Regions from separate parts of the Mus musculus genome. Here region 2 is linked to region 1. A link is a contact called in public Hi-C data. All regions are on one chromosome and are shown on one strand. Each heading gives the region's core, a stretch centred on a gene start, on an enhancer-like site or on the middle of the called end of the contact. The rest is flanking DNA. Distances are from core to core; before and after follow the strand shown. Region 1 has its middle 85 kb from the start of Gm46847. Region 2 has its middle 6.2 kb from the start of Runx1t1.

What was found. A called contact is a pair of places that touch in the nucleus more often than the background predicts.
Region 2: a contact with region 1 is called in a Hi-C map of cerebellum, with 2.3 times the contacts expected there. The contact joins two enhancer-like sites. A contact is called at or near these places in 1 of 484 Hi-C or Micro-C datasets (cerebellum) and 1 of 115 datasets of contacts at active chromatin or transcription factors (astrocytes).

What each region holds. Positions count from the first base shown.
Region 1 is chr4:13,191,195-13,195,387 of GRCm38.p6, forward strand. No RefSeq gene overlaps it. Among named protein-coding and RNA genes, the nearest start is that of Gm46847, 85 kb to the left of the region's middle. Within about 2 kb of position 1,572, at least 4 of the 459 cell types and tissues checked have an H3K27ac peak or open chromatin away from gene starts, as enhancers often do. A contact at or near this core is called in cerebellum, where this site is marked.
Region 2 is chr4:13,776,496-13,780,756 of GRCm38.p6, forward strand. It overlaps a transcript of Runx1t1 not described here. Among named protein-coding and RNA genes, the nearest start is that of Runx1t1, 6.2 kb to the right of the region's middle. Within about 2 kb of position 2,551, at least 41 of the 459 cell types and tissues checked have an H3K27ac peak or open chromatin away from gene starts, as enhancers often do. A contact at or near this core is called in cerebellum, where this site is marked.

The sequences.
Region 1 (4,193 bases), core at 322-2,821:
AATTTCATAGTTAGAGAAAGTGAATTTATTTGTGTTGCTGGTAATAGGGAGAATCAGGGACGTTAGAAATAGGTGTTCAGAAAGCTGCCTTGTGAGAGTTGCATGCTGTTGTGACTAAAGAGAAAAGGGACTGTGAGTGTCTAAAGCATGAGCCAAAGAGAAAGCATTGAACACAAACAGGTCTGCAGAGGTTATCAGAAAACATCAGTACAACCAGTGTTAGAATGCAGATAGAAAATCCTAAGAAGAACATAATTAACCCTAAACCACCACATCCAGGCTTGGGAATCACAACTCCAGAAGTCATGATTAACACAGAGAAATGACAAATTCAACCTGGGATGGAAGATATGGGGTGGGCCTCATGCTCCAGAGGAAGCTCTGGGTTCTTTCCTCTCTCACAGTCCCCTTTCTACTTCCACACACCCCAGACACACACATATACGCACACACTACACAATCTTTCATCTAGATTTAATATGTGAGCGAAAGAACAATGTCTGTCTTGCTGATTGTGGCTTGTTGTAATTAACACAATAAATTTAATTTTCTTGCAAGTGTTATGATTTCATTTTATCTTTGAGTGAATAATTTTTTTTTTACTTTTTATAAGATTGAGACTGTAATACAAGTATACAATGTGATTTTACACGCCCTTCACTGTTTCCTTCCATCATTTTTCCTTCCCAATTTTATGTCTCTGTCTGTCTGTGTCTCTCTGTATGTCTGTTTCTCTGTCAGTCTGTCTGTCTGTTTGGTCTGTCTATCTTACCTCTCTTCTCTCTCTCTCTCTCTCTCTCTCTCTCTCTCTCTCTCTCTCTCTCTCTCCCTCTCTCTCTCTCTCTCTCACACACATACACACACACACACACACACACACACACACACACACACATATTCCACATGGAGTCCACCTAGTGTGTCCAGTGTATGCACAGGTATAGGAGCATCTACTGGAGTGTGGGCAGTCTTGCAGGGATCTATCACATTCTTGAAGAAAACCGACTCTCTTCCTACAGCCATCAGTTTCCAATAGTTGTTCATATGGGGGTAGAATTTACCAACCATCCTCTCACTCGATGCTAGGATTTATGTCTGGCTTGACGGTGGGCAGGATTTGTGCATGCAGTCACAGCAAATGTCAGGCCATATGTGCAACTACCCGGTTGTCCAGTAGCTGACCAATCTGTTTCACTTTCATTTGCTTCTTAAGAATTCAAAATAAAACTCTGGTATAAAATTTAAGGAACTGGATTCTAGCACAGCCAAAATATTTAGCTGTGTCACCCACCACTTCTGGCTTTTACAATCTTTCTGACCCTTGTTTGGCAATGATTCTTGAGCCTTGGCAAGAGGATATGTATATTCCATTGAGGAATGAGCACTCTACAATATTTTTTGTGTGTTGGCCAGTTATAAATCTCTATGTGTATTTTCTTCTATTGATAAACATCTAGGCTGCTTTCATTCCATAGCTATTGTGAAGATGAAGCAATAAAGATAAATGTATACATATCTGAGTACTAGACCAACTTATAAGTCCCTCAGCAGATCACCAGGAATAGATGAGTTATATAGTAATTCTAATTTTAGGTTTTGAGGAAATGCCGTATTGGTTTTAGTTGCTGCACTGTACAGGAATAATTTCTCTACTTCTTTAACACTATTTCTTGTGTTTCTCAATGACAACTATTCATATTAGAGTAAGATAGAATCTTAAAACAGTTTTTAAATTGTATTATTCTGAAGTCTAAGAATATTTTCTAACATTTCCTCAAATACTTACTAGTCATTTTTATTTATTATTTTGAGAACTGTCTCTATAACTCATTTGTCCATTTATTATTTAGAAGACATCTTAATGGAGATGAAAGGAAAGAAAAAAGGAAAGAGTAACAGTATACATGGGACACGAAAGCAGAAGAAACTATGGTTTAGTGGAACCAATGAGACCAGCAAGAGAGAAAGAGGGGGGATGGGCAGGACAATGGGAGAGAAAAATTAATAAGAAGAATGTATACTGCCATATATGAGTGCAAATAATAATGTAACCTATCATCTTGTATGGTAACTTAAAAAGTAATATAAGGAACTATATGACTTTTTACTGTCTCAACTCTGTTACACAGAGATGGGACAGACAGAATCAGAGACAGACACAGAGAACACATTCTTATGGAGCATGGTCCCTGTAACTTCAACAAATAGACCCTGAAAACATTCTAAGATTTGTCTCATTATGGCAAAAATATTTTTTAAAAATTAGATCATAGTAACATTTGTCCAACTGGAGCTAGTATTCCCAAATGGAACTTCTATGTAAAACGGTTTGCTTCTTAACCCACCTTGTGTATCATGGTACATTCCCATCAGCCACTATGCCCTAGACACAGCACAGCAGGATGTCTGAGGAGCAGTGCATGAATATATACCAGCACTTTGCATGTCTGCTGGGATTGCTGAAATTCAAACTCAGTAACTGTCACACTGTGGCAGTAAAAAGGACCTGCGTTTTGAAGCTGGACAGAATGATCATTCTTTGGTAATTGACTGTGTCACCTTGATCCAGCCATTCAGCCTGAGACACATGGACAATGGAAAATACATTTGCTAATGGCTTTTAAGTGTCTGGCTCATGTAGCTGACCAATGTGTGTCACCTTCATTTGCTTCGTAAGAATTCAAAATAAAACTCTGGAATAAAATTTAAAGAACTGGATTCTAGCACAGCCAAAATGTTTCTTTTTCTTCAATAAAATATCTGAGAACTGAACAAGAAGCAATTCTTCTCTCTCGAGGTTGAATAGATTATTAAACCCTGCCAACTTTCTTCTTTCTTGTTGTCTTCTGCCTGCATACCAATAAGGCTCATATATCCCAGTGGTACTTCAGACTCAGCATGTCCAAAATAAAACAGTATCTTCCAACCAAGGACATCTTAATGAATTCTCCATGACCATTAATGACACCAATAGTCTCCCAGTTCTCTACGGTATCCAAGTATTCTCAACATAGACTCTCTGTCTCTCTGTCTTTCTGTCTCTCTCTCTCTTGCTCGCTCTCTCTCTCTCTCTCTCCCGTGAGTGAGTGAGTGAGAGAGAGAGAGTGTGTGTGTGTGTGTGTGTGTGTGTGTGTGTGTGTGTGTGTGTGTGCTGGTAGATAGAGAAGGATCCCTTATTATAAACCTCCAGGGGACATAGGAAAAATAGAGGACTTTGACATTGCTATCATGAACAGAAGGTGTTATAAAATTTAGTGGCTAGAGATCAGAGATGCTGAAGCATCTTAAATGCTTGGAAGCCTTGTACATTGCACATCAGGATCCCTAAGATGATACCAGTGTCCCCAGTAAGAAATGTGTTTAGAATCTGCATCTTCAAACAGCATATGCCTTCTCCTACATTCTAGCCTGCCTCTACTGTACCATCTAGGATCTGTTGCTAAAATCATAGAACACTGTTGTAAAGAAGCCAAATCATCTGGATGAAAAAAATAAAGCCAGGAGGTAAAACTGATCAGCTCAAGTTTTGTGATGCCTGATTAGGAGCCCTGACCTCAGAACTGACTGATCCCTTCCTCCAATGCATGCAGTCGAGCTTCCCATTTGTCTACATTCACACTCATTATTTTGTTACAGGAGAGAGATGAGCACAAAACCACAATAACCACTTCTGGAAGACCATCTCTCGACTAGCAACAGCCCTCAGTCCCTGCACAGTGCCTATGAAGTACGCTTTCCTCATTCTGGCATCTTGGATCTTCCATGGTCTGTGCCAAGCAGGCCTTTTTATTGGTATTTCACCCTAGCCTCCTTCTGCTTTTTTTTTTTTTTTTTTGAATGACAAACTGTCCCCCTGGCTAACTCCCAAGCACATATTGGGCATTTATATCTTCCCTCAAGCTGCTGCATTTGCCTAAAATATTCCCCACATTCTCTCCTTGTCAAATGTCTACTGGTATTCAAATGTTTCCCTCTCCATGAAAATTTAAAAAGAAATTACCTCAACCTATATTATTCCTCTCTTTACCACCTTTAATAGTTACTTCCCAAGTTACTATGGTCTGCTAGACTCCTTACCTGTTTGGATGTTTTGTTCTATATGAGGACAGAAACTAGCTAAGTAACCATACTTCACTTCAAACAGGTAAGGCACACTGTATACGTTTCGGTATAGTTTCACAAATTCAGCACAA
Region 2 (4,261 bases), core at 1,301-3,800, 590 kb after region 1:
CTACATAAAGTACAAATAAGAGTTGTGGGCATGTAAAAAGAGTGTTTTTTTCCGCATATATTTTGTATTTTCATTTATTTATTCACTTTACATCTCAATGCCCATCCCGCTCTCCTCCCATCCCCCTTCCCTCAGTTCTTCCTTTACCCCTTCCACTTTCCCTCTGAGAAGGGGAAGCCCCCCCCCCCCCTTGGGTATCACCCACCCTGGCACATCAAGTTTCTGTAGGACTAGGTGCATCCTCTCCCAAGTGTTCTTTTGGTGAATTCACAAACATAACTCCACTCCTGGCAATGAGTTCTCTACACTGCTTTTCCCAAAGTGATAAACATGTTGGACTTTGTAGAGAAGTTTCATGGGAATTATTAGAAAAGCAGCTTTGTATTCATATAATATTTATGGAAATAATATGTGTTTGAATATTTGTATACTGCGCCATGGGCAAGTGTATAATCATTTAACTAGCTGGTCTAGCCTGGTGTACCTGGCGACTGACCTGGCCTGGTGGTCTGTTGCTCACAGGCATTAAGCACCTGTGCCTGGTGCACCCTCTCTGCAGGTTTGCTCCTGTCTATTTATGTAGCATCCTCCTGCCTTTCCTTCAGAGTTTTTCTTCACCATCAATATGCACGTGGAGAAAGTAGTATAAAAATATACTTTTAGCCACTGTCAGTGTTCATAACTCACTCTCTACAAACAGACTCTTCACTAAAGCCCCACCCTGCCTCCTGAGCTCCCCAAGTTTTGCTAGGTTTTATCACCCGACCCACCCCCGACCCCCCCATAGTTTTTCAGAATGCAGGTGAGAACAGCCCAGTGCTATTATCAGCAGGGCACTGAGTTCACTAAGAGAGGACTGAGAAAGACTGAAAGACAAATGGCTAGTTGTGGTTTTCAGGTGAGCTTGCTCTGTTAATCTGGGCTGAAATGGACAGGAACAGGTGGTGTGGCGGAGGAGAGGATGGGTAGGGGTTGCTCTGGCCAAGAGCAGGTTGCCAGCTGGGCCAGTGATCTAGTTCTGTTGTCAGTGTACCCACAGCAGTGGAAAAGGGACCTTTTCACATAAAAGGCAATCTTGACAAACTTTCTGAAAACGTTAATGAGGTATAAATGAATAATCTTAGTAAGTTGAAGTGCTGAATTTGCTAAGCGAACTGAGCTGAGGTTCAAAGATTTGAAGCGCTACTGTATTTTCTATATTCCAATATACAGCAGTGTGGTGGGGCGGATGGGTGCGAACGCCGCTGGAGTCATTTTGTCTTGGTGCTGTAGCAGATGTGCTATACTGGGACCTCTGGACAGAGAAAGCACAGTTAGGGATGGAATTTGGTAATAAAACTCATTCTAGCTAAAAGTGGGTTTTTCTTTTTAAAGTTTGAATCTACATACAAATGTAACAAATTAGTGTATGTGTATAGATTTGAAGAATTTGCAATATGGAGAAAAGGTGATGGGAGTTTGTTAGAGATTAAAAAGTGCTGAGGAAAAAAATATGATCAGAAAAAAAAAATGTGGGCTCTTGTATTGCTGTGTCCTTGCTCCACCTGGTGGATTTTGCTGAAAGTGTTTAAGTCTGTGTTAATGAAAAGAATTAACCACTACACAGTTCCTCTGAGCATAGCAAGAGTCTTGTTGGTGTTTAAAATATTCCTATGTTTATGGTTTTTGTTCTGTAATTTCATTGCATTGAAAGAAATGTATATTATATAGAATCCATGTGGTTCAAACATATGTATGTTCGTTTTCGGAAATTTGGAATATTCCGAAAGTAACCCTCACATGAAATCCCCCTGCATAGGGCCATCATTACCAGTTCCACACTTAGTATTACTTATTCTGGAGCCCCAGCTGGTTCCGATCTTGCTCTGTAAATTAGCCTGGATTTGAACTTGTTCCACTCCTCTAAGCCTCTACTATTGGATTGGTTTTAAGGATAGATGTTATCAGAAGAGAACCAGCTTGCATTTTCGCTGATTTAAAAATACGTTGAATGTTTACTACTAAGTCAAAGAATGATGACAGGCATCGGGCTGATTATAATCATTTTTGCAGAACTGCTTCTCAGGCTCAAAGGTGGTGGTGTGTCAGTGTTTAGCAGAAAGGTTTTTTTCTCATTGAGCTTCATGTCCAAGACACAAAGGTAGAGACTAACGGTGCCTTATGCATTCATGGGGTTGGTAATATCTGTTGTTTGCTGGCCTTGTACAGACTGCTTTCTCTGGCAATCTTAAGAATTCAGTTGTGCTTTGATCAGCTTACTGCTTTCCTTAGGTTATTATTATTTTTTTAATCCCTTAGATTCTTACATCGCTGTAACAGAAGGTGAAGTTTTGAAAACAGTGTCTCCATATGCAAGGGATTTGGAGACCTTTTTATTGTCTTTAACACTGTCATTCATGGTCCTCATTAGCATTTATTGTTGCAAGCCTACAAGCAGAAAATGTGAAATTGGTATGTCATGAATAGCCCCACAGAGCTCTGGAGCCCTCTGATTTTGCCTGCAGTGTGGTGTGGGCTGGGCTTTGAGGGAAAGCTGTCCAGATGGCTGCCTGCACACAGCAGAGCTGCAGGTTTTTGTCTCTGGTGCTGAGAGGAGGGGAAGTTCACTGGAGCATACGCCATCACCCTTGCATTTTAACAAAACTAACTAGCCATTAGTCAAGATGGGAGGGTGATGACATCGAGACAAAGGTTTTCCATATAGTGTTACAAGCTGTGTCACAGGATAGGGCTGAGCTGCTAGGTACCTTCTCTTTTAACCCAGTGGGTTTTGTGGTTGGAAAACGAGATGGAAATGGTAACTTCTTTGCAAATTGGTGTGCAGGTGGGTCTTTTACAGATCTCTTTTTTAAATTTGTTTAAATTGGAAGATGATATTTTATGCTAAAAGAGTCTATAAAGCTAGGATTCCTCACTAGGGCTAAGAACCTAAGTGTTGTTTTATTTAAAAGCTGAAAAGAAAGAATTTAGACCATTTTTCCTGCAGAGAAATCTACTTTTAAGAACATTAGTACATTTAAGTCTCATTTACATAAAATAATGTTCAACCAATGTGTGTTAAAAACAGTTTTCAGATTTTAGAATTTCTTAAATGTTAGGTCTGAGAGTCAAAAGTTGTCAATTATAAAAGATATACAATAATAAATATACTGTGCTAGTATAAGATCATGGCCACTATTATAAACAAATAATAATTACAGATACAGGTTCTATTTTCTGTTAGCAAGTGATATTTTTGAGATTTCATTTTGCACAAATACTAGTAAACCTACACAGTGTGCACATAATAACAGACATATTTGCTTTCATATGCGGAGTGTGTATATATTTGAGGTTTTCTTCTTTTTTTCTCTTTCTCTTTCCTTCTGTTTCTCTCTCTGTGTCTCCCTCTCTGTCTCTGTTTCTGTCTCTCTCTTTTTGTCTCCCATTCATAAAGTCTTACTGTGCAGTTCTGACTGGCCTGAAACTTGCTATGTAGACCAGGCTGGTTTCAAAAATTCAGAGATTCACATGACTCTGTCTCCTGAGTATTGGTATTAAACATAGGCATCACCCTACCCACTGGATAACATATGTTGACCAGAATTCAAAATAAAATACATTGCTACATTGCTTCAAAAACTGCCAAAATGATTGTCAGTGCATATGTATGTATGTATGTATGTATGTATATATATGGAGGAAAATGCCACAGAGATTGGCTTATTAAGAAGACATTATTTTTTTGAGGCTGGAAGTTTCACACTAGTTTTAGAGCTCAGTATTAACCCACATAAGCTAACAGAGATAAAAAAGAAAAAGTCAAACTGAGTTTGTCATAAGACAAAGATGAACTGTAGAGCTGTGTTATAGCCATCTAGCTCCCTGCCTTCCCCTGGCCCAATAGAGTAGGATTTCTCCAAGGACCACATAGCATGGTCTCCCCAGGATGGAGGGGGCTTGTCCATCTAGTTGCAAGTGATCCAAGCAAAACAGCCTTTCTGCCTCTATAACGTCTGTCTAATCACCTACTAAGTCAACCTTCTCTCAGGTATGTTTCCTTTTAATCCCTTACATCTTAGTGCTTAGCACTTAGGCCCTCTAGGACAACCCCAAGGAGTCTTTGACCCCCTGATGTTTACACACCCTTCAGATTCTTACGGTGACAGACAAAACACTCTTCCTTTGTCACTTAGGCAAAGTTCTTGGGGTCTCTCTGTGCATCAGCTGACAGTCGAGGAGGTGCAGGTGTTTGCCAATCACTTCCCCCAAACAAGGTAGC